Linked DNA regions of Gossypium hirsutum: all the other regions are linked to region 2. A link is a contact called in public Hi-C data. All regions are on one chromosome and are shown on one strand. Each heading gives the region's core, a stretch centred on a gene start, on an enhancer-like site or on the middle of the called end of the contact. The rest is flanking DNA. Distances are from core to core; before and after follow the strand shown.

Region 1 (4,006 bases), core at 1,124-3,623, 430 kb after region 2:
CAATGAAGAGTTGCTCCACAAAACAAATGATTGCTTCAATACATAAGCAACTAATAAAGTTCTTGAAATTTGAAATTTGCATGCCATACAACATACCACCAAATCAAAAAGATATTTCCAATAACCCCAGATGAACTGTATAGATTTGAAGGATTTCGAATTGAACAAAATGTTGTAGGGAAGTGGCTAAACAATTCTAACCTCTTAAAATTGTATGAGCAATGGTAAAATAGAAAAGAAAATTGAACATCATTAAGGGAGGATAAGATAACATGAAAAACCAAGTTTCATATGATTACAAACGATTTTGTACATTAAAAAAAGAAAGAAAATCAAGTTATAAATACTAGTATGTGGTACTGTGGTTAACTCAATAATATTTGGATCCATACAACATGCCAAGTACTAACATAAGAACAAGGGAAATTAACTTGCATGGAAGTCTTTGAGATAATAGTCTAGTGGCACAACACAAAATGCAGAGGAATATATTAAGAAAAATCCCAAGGAACCATTACCATTAAGTTTGTGTCTCAGTCTCTTTTGCCTCAACATCATTTGTAGTGCCATTCGGCTCCCCAGCTTCAGTATCCTCCGCAGGTGGCTGAACCTGCTCCTCTTCTGGCAATGGTTCTTCCACATAATCGTTCTCAAAAGCATCAGCTGGGACCTCATAAATCCTAACTTGAGGCTTTGATGGATCCTTCACAAGCACATATTTCCCCTCATTCAACTTCATACACAAATCCACAATGGACTTCACAATCCCCCACATATTAGCAGTATTCAGATTAATTTGTGCAGCAAAATCCCTTGGCTTATAACCAACAACACCCAATATCACATGGTTAAAATGATCCCTAGGATGAACCCTCGAAACATAACCCAATTTCATCAAATCGGCACTAGCTAATATTGATTGAGCAGTCCATTTAGCCAACTTATTCGCATTGTTCTTCAACTCGGTAGCCAAGACTGCCCCCTTTGTGTTTCCAACTTCTGCCTCCAATCAACACCAGAATACTTGGGATCAAACTCATTAAGCGCATTCAAAGTGAGGAAAGACTTTTGATTATTAACTTCAACAACACTCTGAACCTCACACCGTGCAATCAAATACATATCATTATCAAGTTTCCACCTCCTATACCTATATGCCACAGAAGCCACCTCATCACCTTCATTGGCAAATGGGTTCGGCTCATCAAAACTAACCTTATTCCCATCCCTAACCAAAACCTGCTGTGAAAAATTCTGATTTATGTAAGCTGCTTCAACACTCAATGAATAAGCAGAGTTAATATCATCTTTAGCTTCAGGCAATGGCTCCTGAGAGGTCTCGTGGACTGATAGCAAATCTAACTGTGACCCATCTCTTTTGTCGAAAAATAGTTTATTCCCAACACGTTGAATCACAATGTCCCAAGAATAAACTGACCTGGGTGCACACATTAACGTTGCCAGAATCGTATCAGTGGCGAAAACAGTTGCTTTGTCCTCATTTGCCAATCTTCGGATCACCGGGTCGTCAGTCGTGGTGACTTTAAAGAAGTTTCTGTTCTTGAACCTCTCGAGTCTCCGTTCGTTCTTCGGGGTAATTCGATCAAAGGAGCGATCGTAATACTCTAAAGCACCGCAGAGAAGTAAATCTTCAGGTTCTGGAACGGAAAAGGATAATTTGGAGAATGTTGAGAAAGGGATTTGATCCAGCATGTTCCACTCTGGTTGGATATCGACGGAGGATTTGAAAATCGCAGCTTCACGACGTTGCTGGTTCTGGTTCGATCGGTTGAGATTATAAAGACGGTCACGTCGGGCTCGTTCTTTTTCAGCTTCTCTTTTACGGGCCTCAACTTCTTCATCTCGCCGTTGAGGAAGTTGAGGTCGGTGTTGGTTGAAGCGCCACTTGGGGCCAAATTTAGGCCGCGTGGGCGGCTTTGCGTCGACTAAACGGAAGGAAGAATCGTCTTCGGGGTTCGCAAGAGGGAAAGTATCGAGGTCGAGCGAGAAATCGAAGGGCGACTCTGAGGAGGCTGCGCCAGGCTTCCCTGAAGAAGGGCGGTTAGATGGGTTGGCATTTGCAAAAGATCGGGTGAAGTCGGCGATTCGGCCGAGTTTTTCAGAGCGGGAGAAGGGAGCGAAAGGAACGTGAAGAGGGAGAGTGGTGGTGGTGGACGGCGCGGTGGCGGTGGTGGAGTCGGGCGGACCCCAGCCGTCAGGATTAAACGGAACGGCGCCTACTTCGAAAACTCCTACCATTGTCGACGGATCTCTAGATTTTGCTTGCAGTGGAGCCGAAGTGTATAAAGAGTACAAGTGTGTAAGAAGATAAAAGAAAACCCTAGTCCGACGGAGGGGATCTACATTGTCTTAAATGACAGGTTTACCATAGGAATTTGGGCCTTTTGTTTACATTTATATGAGAACTCGGATCTCTAATTGGGCCTCCACTATTTGAGTGCTACTCAAATAAATATATTTTAAGTGGGAAGAATCTCCTTGCACTAATGTAAAACTTAAAAGTGGTTTTATATTTAATTTTTAAGTGACATTTTAATATTAAAATTTAAATATTAAATACTTAGATTAAAAGCTTAGCTTTGTAAGTGGCCTATATTAATAATTTTTTTATGTTATGACAATAGTTTTGCCAATGCAACATTTAGACAATAGTCAAACATGGTTCGTAAAGGTGTGTTGAGAAGCACTAAACAAGGTTGAGATCATAGTTGGATGTGGTTCACACTAGTACACTAAGATCCACTAAAGAAGATGTAAAAAGTTGGGCAGGGTTTCAATGGTGTGTTAAGTGCTTGGAGTTTTTTTTAAAAAAACGAAGAGGGTTATACAGAGGAGTTTGATGTGGCTTCCACTAAATAGGTATCGTATAATGTAAGACCATATAGTGCTAGTAGTAGAGCCTTGGAGTGCTCTACTAGGATGTGATTGGATATACAACTTGGCCCTACTCTTATAGAATCAACGGTTGTAACATCCCTTACACGAGTCAAATCAATAACTCGAGCAAAAGATGTCACATTTCAAGATTAATACATCACTTAAGTTCCATTCTTTTCTTTAAAATACCTCAATACATACCTTCAAAACATCATGTAACACATCCATGTTCAATCACTAATCATTAACCACACAATCTTCAAGACATTCCCACTTCAACAAAACTTGTTTTCAAGGCATTTCACTATCTACTTAACACATTCCTTACCTAAGTACATGCCACATTATTGTCCATAAATTGAAATTCATACTTTTCCATATTACTGTGTTGATGCGATGTGATTCGGTAAGCCACTCACGAACACTTTTCACATGATCACTTTCAGGACACTCTTTTTAGCTAGATTTCACTCTATTTGCTTCTATTTTCTTCCTTTCACACTTTTATCACTTTCTTTCCTTTGTCTACAATACTTTCATCACTTTCTTATCTTTGGTTGCTATAGAAATTGTAGCATCTTTGGTTTGGCAAGTCTTAAGTTTTGGCGCGTAGACTGAGAGTAATATATGTGGCATAGTTCTATCCGTCCAATAGTTTCTTTTAGGCGTATAGAATGGGCGCATAACAGAAGTTGAGATATTAGGTAAAGAATGACCTTAAAATGTGTTGAGTTGTAAAGAAAAAGAGCTCGGTAAAAGTATTGGGGAAATTGCAAGTTGGGTTAATACCAAAGGTATTGTATGCCAAGTTTGATTGAAATTACTATGCTCGTTACGTTGTAAACATTCTAGTTAGGAATCAATTGAGTAGATGAGTTAGGTATAAATAAATTTATTAGATGATCATTTGTGTTCTCCTCAAGGGTCGTAGACCAAAATAAGGACAATTTTGAAAGATTGTGACACATGTCAAGTTCCATAATAAGGATATAGGTTGTATATATATGTATTCAAGTTTGAAAAAAAGGGGAGTTTTCTTCTTCCTTCTTCTAAAGTGTTATTATCTTATTTTTAAGGAACCAAAAACATTTCTTTCTTCTTTAAGCTG
Region 2 (4,606 bases), core at 1,745-4,244:
TAAAGCTTCTAAACAAGTTAAGCATAAACTAAGTAATAAGCATTGTACAAAAATTCTAGAAAATGAATGGGAATTTGGATATAAATCAGTACGTCCAAATACTTATAAAAAACATAAAAAGAAAAATAGAAGATATAAGCTAGTTAGATGGAAACCAGGAAACAAGAAAAATTCTGGTTATAATAAAAAGGAAAGATTCATTAGAAGAAAAACTTCTAAAAATCCTAAAAAACAAAAATGTAAATGTTTCATATGTGATGAAGAAGGTTATATAGCACCAAATTGTCCTAATAAGGGAAAAAGTGCAAGAAAATTATTAAAACACTTGAAGAACAAGGTTCAAAAATATGTTCAGAAGAGTAAATAAATCCTGAGGAAATATTATACGATTTAATATCAGAAATAGATTTTGACACAGATGATGAAGAATATATATTTGTGTTTAATATAGGAAGCAGTTTTAATAATCAATTAGAAAAAATTCCTAAGAACGAACAACAAGATATAAAATTAGGGAATATAATCAGAGAAGAAAACTACTTTTATGATGAAATGATAGAAGATTAACAAAAATCATTTCTAAAGAAGAAATTTATAAAATATCTAAATGTAAAATCTGGTGTCAAAAATATATATAAAAAGTAAGTGGTAATACAGTTGCCAAAGATGCTAGAGGCGGATTAACAGAAATCTCACAGTTTACTAAAGACAAAATTAAGATGATTAAAAAGAAATATCCCAAGTTAGATATATACATTTAGGAATTATAATGATAACTATAAGAGCATTGTTTAGAAAAAGGACACGATATACCAATAATAGCTGTATTATTAGATAAAAGATTTAAAAATTCAATAAAAACACTCATTAGAGGAATTCAATCAAATTTGCATTCCGGAGTAATAGGATTTAAAAATACAATAATATATACATACATCTAAGCACATGATGTACTTCAACTAAGCACATCAACAAGACATCTATTAATCTCTGATTTACCCTTCAAACCCAATATTTTATGTTTGTTTATTTTAAGACATTAGGGTAATTATTTTGTCAAATAATTATCTTTGATAAAAATTACTAAAAGATTTGCAGTGAAGAAATCATCGTCTCTTTATTTATTATTATTATTATTATTGAGACATCCTACAACTAGTTGGCAAAGATTATTAATTGAAACCCTTGAACAGGGTCAACCAGATTCTTTGTGTTCCTTTCAAAACATAAGTCTTTTTATTTTGCCAAGGAAAATAACAAAAAAGCATGGACTTTATTCGTTTGGGGGAAAAGGAGGAGAAAAAGCCCTAACATGACCCACACAAAGAAGCATAAGACATCCAATGGCTATGAATATGTCATTGATATGCTAGGAATCCTACCTCAGTAATGGCATCCATATTAGAATATATTTAATCCTTACAAGAAAACTAAGATTGGAGTTCTATATAAATCTCAATTTTTGCAAATGAATCATCAGTACAAGAAATATGAAGTTTTTGCTTCAACTCCCATGCTGCTCATGCTTCTGCTTCATCAAGGCCAAGAAGAGCAAACATAAGGAGAAGGAAGCAAAGAGCGACTAGTGATCGGCGTCCCCGATGTGATTCCCGGGAAAGAAAAATGAAGCAACATGATTTGCTAACACTTCTCTTTAACATGTTTTTCTTAGAAATGCCATCTCATTCTCAAATCCTCCACCTTTCCTTGTGTTTGATGACATCTTCACCCGTAATGCAATTCAAAAGTTAAGAAAAAGAAAACTCAGTTCATTCTGTTAAATTGATTCTTGTTCATTCTCTCTTACGATTATTCGGTATTAAGTCCATCTCCTGCATTTGGCGCTCAACAGAAACCAAACCGGTCTGTTCAAGAAACCTGCATAAGATATCCATCCAATCAACCAAATTCAGGGTGTATGTCAAGTAACAGTTTCCAACTAGAAAAGATTTTAGATTCAATTTTGCTATTTCAAATATCATCATCCCTATGCATATAATTACTGCTAGCATTATAAGAACCAGTCACTTTCGCATTCTTCCCTCCAATTTATTGTTCTAAAACTGGAAAAAGAACTATGCGAGCATGCAAGAATCGACATTTTCAAAACAAAATTCCGAGCTCCCTACTCACCATGTCTATCTAAACCATGTTATGTGCCATGATAACAGGCAGGTTCAATCCAAACTGATATCTAATATATCACCATTATATCAGAAGAGCATGCTAAAACCCATCATGTTTGTGACAAAACACTGAAATTTTCAAATGCTAAAATACCAAACCATTAAAGTCTGAGAGAATCATGGTAATTATGGTACAAATACCTTTTGACAATTAAAGTATCCTCTCAGATCTAACATAGAAAGTGCCAAATGATCATACAAAATCCTATGACTTTCATTTAAATCATAAATAGCAAATAAAGCAACTGCAAAAACTAATATAAAGCTAGAAGACTATAAATCCATGTTCAACACAAAAGATAATTGGGGGGGGGGTTAGCATAGATAGTAATACCAGTTAAGAAGCAAGAAGAGGGTGATGGCAATGAGAACAAGGAAAGCAACATGAAGAATCAAGGAGGAATCAGTAGAGGAGAATGCTAAACCCAACATGAGAGCAAGGCAAAGACCTAACATCAAAAACGTTAATTTTAGAGTACTCCATGTAGGACCCTGAAACCCAAAATTGTTCATTAGAAACTACATAAATAAATATGGCTGCAAATATTGTAAATATCTAAAAAGAGAAGCCGGGGGGGGGCGGGGGGCGGGGGCAGATCATAGAGAAGGAAAACAGAACCGACGTTGACACCAGGAGCTAAAGCTCCAAGTAAAACAGCTTGGGCTGACGATATATCGCCTCCTGCTGATTGTTCTTTCTCCATTGGATCTTCAGATCTTGAGTTTGAGAAGCAAAGTCGGAGACTTTACCCGATAGAAATTCCTAGCGCTTCTTCTCCGTTGGGTTCAGTGGTTTAGGGTTATAGCCGGTTTGGTAGTTAATAATAAGAATAACCCAAACTCCAACAATTCATATGGTTCTACTTTTACATCATATTTCACCTCTCAAATATTTTACTTATAAAACTTTTAATGTATTTTTATATAAAAAAATATTAAAGACTGATGGTGGTACTCGAGATTTTTCTTTTTAAAATCAACTTAATGCCTAACATTTTTAGTACTATTTTCAAAATCCTCCATGAAAACCGATGATCTCCTCTAAGCTTCATTTCTTAAAAAGAGTAAAATGCTGAAGTTCCGAGTAAAAGTCAGGTCTGTTGCCTTAAAAGAAACAATCTCATTTTCAAAGGCACTAATTTATGCCCCTTTTGTGGTGATTAAGATAATCTCAAAAATTACTCAAATTATTCTCAACTTCTTTCTAAGCAATGTTTCTCCCTCTCTTCAACAAAGATCTCACGTCCCCTTTCGGTGAATCCCTCCCCTGTTCAATGGTTGCTCTCCCTCATCATTGTCCACAACAGACAAAATTATGTTCCGGGATTCCAATGGTTTTCAGCTTATATCTGTGCACAGTTTCATCCTCCGTGCTATTCTATTTGCTTCTCAGAACTTTTAATGTTAATTACTGCAGGCTACTTAGGAGGGAGAAATATTAACACAGGATGTTTCAAAGCAGCCAATCTTTGAAGGCATCAAACTTCTCCAGGACGTCAAAATTATACTACAATCATCAAACAATTGCCACCTGAAGAGCGAAACTCGCTGTTCGGCTAGGTTGCTTCTGAATCGTTTTTAGCTTTACTTCGCCTTAAATTCTTCTCGTCTTTGTACAAAAAAAAAAAAAAACTTTACCCATTGTCGCACAGCAAATTCTCCGCCTAAGACACCATCAGCTGCCTTTCCATTGGCTTGGGTACCTTATTGATGGGGATTTCGTCCATTACGCATGGCAAAGTAAATTTATAGAAGACAACATTTCTGGTCAGTAAGACAACATTATATATCACTATAAAATCATCCTAAATCTGTGACACCCTTTCTTCACACTTGAATACCTCATTTTCAGACTTATGACTAAAACATACCTACATTCATATTTTCAACTTCTTTATGTCTATATATATATACACACACAGGATGTATGCTACGCGAATGTCCAAAGAGAGCTTCAAGGTTTTCAATTTCCCATGAAAGTAGGATTTCTCAGGGTTGGATCCTGCTGGAGTAGCCATTCTTTCTCTTTTAGATACTGCAAGAGTGGCCGTGGCTCGTCTCTAAGCTCAGTCATGGCCCCACAGCCATAATGGCTCGGTCTTTGATAACCATGAAACGGCTTTTCCCTTCTCGGTTCCTCCATGCCGTAAACACGGGGAAATCCTTGATGCAACACGGAACTCTCTGTGTAAATTGTTGGATTTGTAACAGATGGTACTCCGTATTGATTGAAAAGACCAACACGGGAACCATCATGTGTGGGAATGGGGTTCCCGGGAGCATAATAGTTGATAGGCTGCACATGGCTGTTGGCATGATCAAGATTGCGACTTTCTCTGTATCTCCGAAGCCATTCTGAAGAAGTCATCCCGCTGAATGGAGGGTATTTATCAATGAAACCAGGAATACCAGAACCATAA
Region 3 (4,076 bases), core at 485-2,984, 380 kb before region 2:
TTGGTGCGCATGGAAGGATATTTGCTTAGCAAAAGAATCAGGTTGTTTAGGCTTTAGATGTTTAGTTAAGTTCAATATTTCACTATTAGCTAAGTAGGGTTGGCGTCTTATTAATTATCTGAGTTCTTTGTTAGCCCGATTTTTAAAAGCTAAATATTTTCCGAGAACAAACTTTATGAATGCTTCGTTAAGTAACCTACCTTCACTTACCTGGAGGAGTATTTGGTCGACAAAAAAACTTTTGATGGATGGATTGTGCTGGAGGGTAGGGGTAGGAGACCATATCTCAATATGGAATGATGGCTGGGTGCCGGGAGTGACTGAAGACAGATTACAAAACAACAACCGTGGTGAAAGCATCAAAGTGGTGGCTGACTTAATAAATGAAGAAAGTAGAACATGGAACAGAAATTTGATTATCAGTACCTTTAATACGGATATTGCAAGGAAGATACTGCAGATCCCGCTTTCAAAGACTATTCACGAAGACATCCAAGTATGGAGAGGAGAGGCAACTGGGATTTTTTCAGTAAGAAGCGCCTATAAACTATTACAGGAGTCTACAATAGATCCTAATGATTATTTACAGGCCGATTCTAAACACTTTTACAGGAAACTGTGGAATCTACATATGCCTTCAAAAATTAAAATTACAGTGTGGAAAATAGCGTGGAATTACATTCCTACTTTTTCTAATCTTAAGTTGAAAAGAGTAATGACGGAAGACCGTTGTTCGAGATGCGGTCAGGAAGAAGAAGATAGCTTCCACATCTTTCAGAGGTGCCCTATAGTGAAAGAAATTTGGAGTCAGTTAAATTTCTCCTGGGTACTTAACACTAACCATTTTGATTTATGGAGTTGGCTATCTTGGGTCTTCAGCATAGGGACAAATGAACAGTGCATGGGATTTTGCTACGGGTTGTGGGGAATCTGGACAAGTAGGAACAAGCTAATATATGAAGATAAATATAGCACCAGTTGGGATATATCAAAACAAATTAAAAGCTACATTTCAAAACTGGAAGGAATCAAGGAAAGGGTAATCGCCTTGGAAGTCAGCGCAAGGCCTAGACAGAGTGTACAAGGGGCAAATAAGTCCATCTTTTTCGATGCAGCTTTTGACTCACAGAACCACAGATCTGCATCAGGTCTTATTGTTAAGAATGAGGAGGGTAGAATCGTTGAAGCAAAATCGATCCTTCATGACAATGTTGCATATCTGTTTGCAGCGGAAGCACATGCAGGATTTCAAGCAACAAAGTTAGGGATCCAGTTGGGATATCATACTATTGACATAATAGGAGACTCAAGAACAGTGATAACAAAATGTCAAAGTGGAAGTCGAGACAGATCAGAAATAGGAGCAATAATCAGTGACATTCAAAGCTTAAAAGAGTTCTTTCAAAAAGTCAGATTCTATTTCATCCCAAGGTCTGAAAATGTGGAGGAGCATAAATTAGCAAAAAGATCACTACAGAAGGGAGAGGAGCAGTACCTGGTGGGAGAGACTTCACGATCGATCTGTGATGAACCAAAGCCAAATCGCCTTGGCTATTCAAAGTAGAAGGAAAGGGGATAAGATGATGGGGTTCGGCATTTGGAGTGACGATTGAAATGAAAGAGTTAATGCCGGTTGTAAAAGCAATCAGAAAGCAAAAGATTTGAGGGGATTTTCTTTTTCGTTTCAGTTGTCTTGGGCAGAGAAAAGTCAGAAGAATTTATGAGGACAATTGTACCGTTCAGCTAGTGGTTTTGAATTTGTCTTTTTCTTGTTTTTACTCTTAAGTGGGCTAAACTGCTGTTAGCCTGTTTCTTGCAGTTTTTTTTAGAATCCAGTTGTTGGGCTAAAGCCCGAGGGACTGTTTGTTTCAAATTTATTTTTTAATCTAGTTGAAATTTCAAAAAAAAAAGTGCATTTTTTTAATTCCTATAAAGTACCCTTTCGAAATATGATATATTTGTCCTTGAAGTCCTCTTTTTTTTAATATTTATGTTGTATCAAATTATTTCTTCTTAACTATGTAAACAACATTTGAAATAAAATTTGTATTTTGATTTACACATTAAGCTCACATTCATTTACATGGCCAATTCTATATTTAAGCCCTTTTGCTATTTGGAGATTCTAGTATTTTAAGTCCTTCGGTTTTGCTTTCCATTTAATCAAATCATTTTACTTTTATTTCAAATTCTTTTAGGTAGCGTTTGCGAATTATATGATTTATAAATTCATCAGTTCCAATGTCTTTGTTTAGAAATTAAAATATTTGAAAATTAAGATTTTAAAGTAATCCAAATTCATTGTTTGGATAATTGAAATTTAGATTTAGATTTCAACTAATTCTCTTGAAAACATTTTTTTTAAAAATTGAAATATTTAAGAGAATTTTAAACATTATTGTTTGAATTAGACTAGACTAGACAGGTGAATCGATAATTGACCAGAGTATCGGTCTGGAGAAAGGCTTTAGATTGTTTGACTCGAGAATTAGTATGGATTGGTTGATTGAGCGGTTCAACTAATTTTTTTTTTATTTTTTAATATTAATTCTTATGAATTTTCACTACACCAAAACAGACTTTTAGCTGCGTTTTTAGCGGCTTTTGGACAAAAAATGCCACTAAAAATCAAGCATTAGCTGCGCTTTTTGGAAAACTTCGCTAAAAATCAGCATTAGCAACGTTTTTTAAAAAGCGCCGCAAAAAGCCTAAGCCCAACGACACCGTTTTCTAAGTTTTTGGGGCATTTAACGGCAATTTTGAAGAAGCGCCGCTAATGATCTAGCCTTTAGCGGCGTTTTTGAAGAAGCGCTGCTAATGCTCGGGCCTTTAGCGGCGTTTTTGAAAAAGCGCCGCTAATGCTCTGGCCTTTAGCGGCGTTTTTGAAAATGCGCCGCTAATACTCGAGCCTTTAGCGGCGTTTTTGAAGAAGCGTCGCTAATACTCAGGCCTTTAGCGGCGTTTTTGAAAAAGCGCCGCTAATAATAATAAAATCTAAATCTCATTCTTTGATATATTCTCAAGTAATGTTTCAATTATATTTTTTATTATAAGTTGAAAAAATTGATATTTTGTTGTATTTATTATATTTTGGTCAAATTTACATTTAAATGATAACAAATAATATTGTTTAATACAAAATGTTTTTATTAAAGAGAAGTCGTCCTAACTCCTAACTATTTATTATTATTTTTCAATCACAGTTTATTTGAACTACTTTACTAGAAAATTATATTAAATTATGAGTAAAACAAAATATCATAAAACTTAAATTGTTGTGTTGTAAAGAATAAAAAATAGAATAAATTTTTATAAGAATAATAAATTTTGATAGTTCGATTAAATAAATCAAAGAAAGCAATATAAAACACCAAATATCGTGATCATAAATAATATTATATATTGATATAATTTTATTATCAAAAATAATTTTATATTTAGTTAATCAAACATGAACACAACAATGACCTAATAGTAACTACTCAAGAGTAAGAACTGGAAATGAATGAAAAAGGACAAATGAGGTTGTTACTTGGTCTAATACCCACTAGAAATTAATACTAGCTAGGTTTTTTAGGCTGAGAAAGGGTTATAGGAAAATATTATAAATATTAAAATTCGAATAAAATTTATTAAATATTGATAATAAAATTTATTAAATATTAAATATTGAAATTCCAATACTAGCTAGATTTGCTCCCGTAAAGAAAAAGCTGCTTGTTTTTTCTTGATAACAAAAAGTGTTAGCTGGGTCTCGAGTCTAAAGCCGAATGTTGCTTCAGGCGGTATAGTGGTAGTGGTGGACAGGTAGGTCTAATTTATCTGAATAGCCTAATTGCAAAAGAAAGCAAATATCTTATATTTGCAATCATTAATTGAATTACGTTGGGTACTTCGTTAGGGTGGGTGAGTGGTGAGTGGCGAATGTAAAATGGAGAAATTAAAATACTATTATTTAAAATAATTTTAAAATTTTTTGGGTACATAATTGATTGATTTAGATTAATTAGTGATTTTAATTTATATATTAAATAAGGTTTAGGGGTTAGTTGTTAGGGGTTTGAGGTCAAGAGTTA

Evidence for each region. A called contact is a pair of places that touch in the nucleus more often than the background predicts.
Region 1: a Hi-C map of leaf shows a contact between it and region 2, with 2.7 times the contacts expected there. The contact joins the promoter of LOC107901806 here to the promoter of LOC107901802 in region 2. A contact is called at or near these places in 4 of 34 Hi-C or Micro-C datasets (all in leaf).
Region 3: a Hi-C map of leaf shows a contact between it and region 2, with 4 times the contacts expected there. The contact joins the promoter of LOC107901795 here to the promoter of LOC107901802 in region 2. A contact is called at or near these places in 4 of 34 Hi-C or Micro-C datasets (callus, leaf and petal).

Annotation. Positions count from the first base shown.
Region 1 is chrD06:45,648,309-45,652,314 of Gossypium_hirsutum_v2.1, reverse strand. LOC107901806 (eukaryotic translation initiation factor 3 subunit D) reads right to left here and starts at 2,373. Exons shown (of 3, transcript XM_016827965.2): 1 at 981-2,373; 2 at 519-978. The coding sequence starts at 2,259. The coding sequence ends at 521.
Region 2 is chrD06:46,080,828-46,085,433 of Gossypium_hirsutum_v2.1, reverse strand. LOC107901802 reads right to left here and starts at 2,994. Exons shown (of 3, transcript XM_041095836.1): 1 at 2,810-2,994; 2 at 2,521-2,678; 3 at 1,368-1,878. The coding sequence starts at 2,890. The coding sequence ends at 1,794. LOC107901801 (protein SMG7L) reads right to left here. Exons shown (of 9, transcript XM_016827949.2): 6 at 2,810-4,606; 7 at 2,521-2,635; 8 at 1,808-1,878; 9 at 1,368-1,723. The coding sequence ends at 4,150.
Region 3 is chrD06:46,457,311-46,461,386 of Gossypium_hirsutum_v2.1, reverse strand. LOC107901795 reads right to left here and starts at 1,734. Exons shown (of 4, transcript XR_005914887.1): 1 at 1,496-1,734; 2 at 427-785; 3 at 201-320.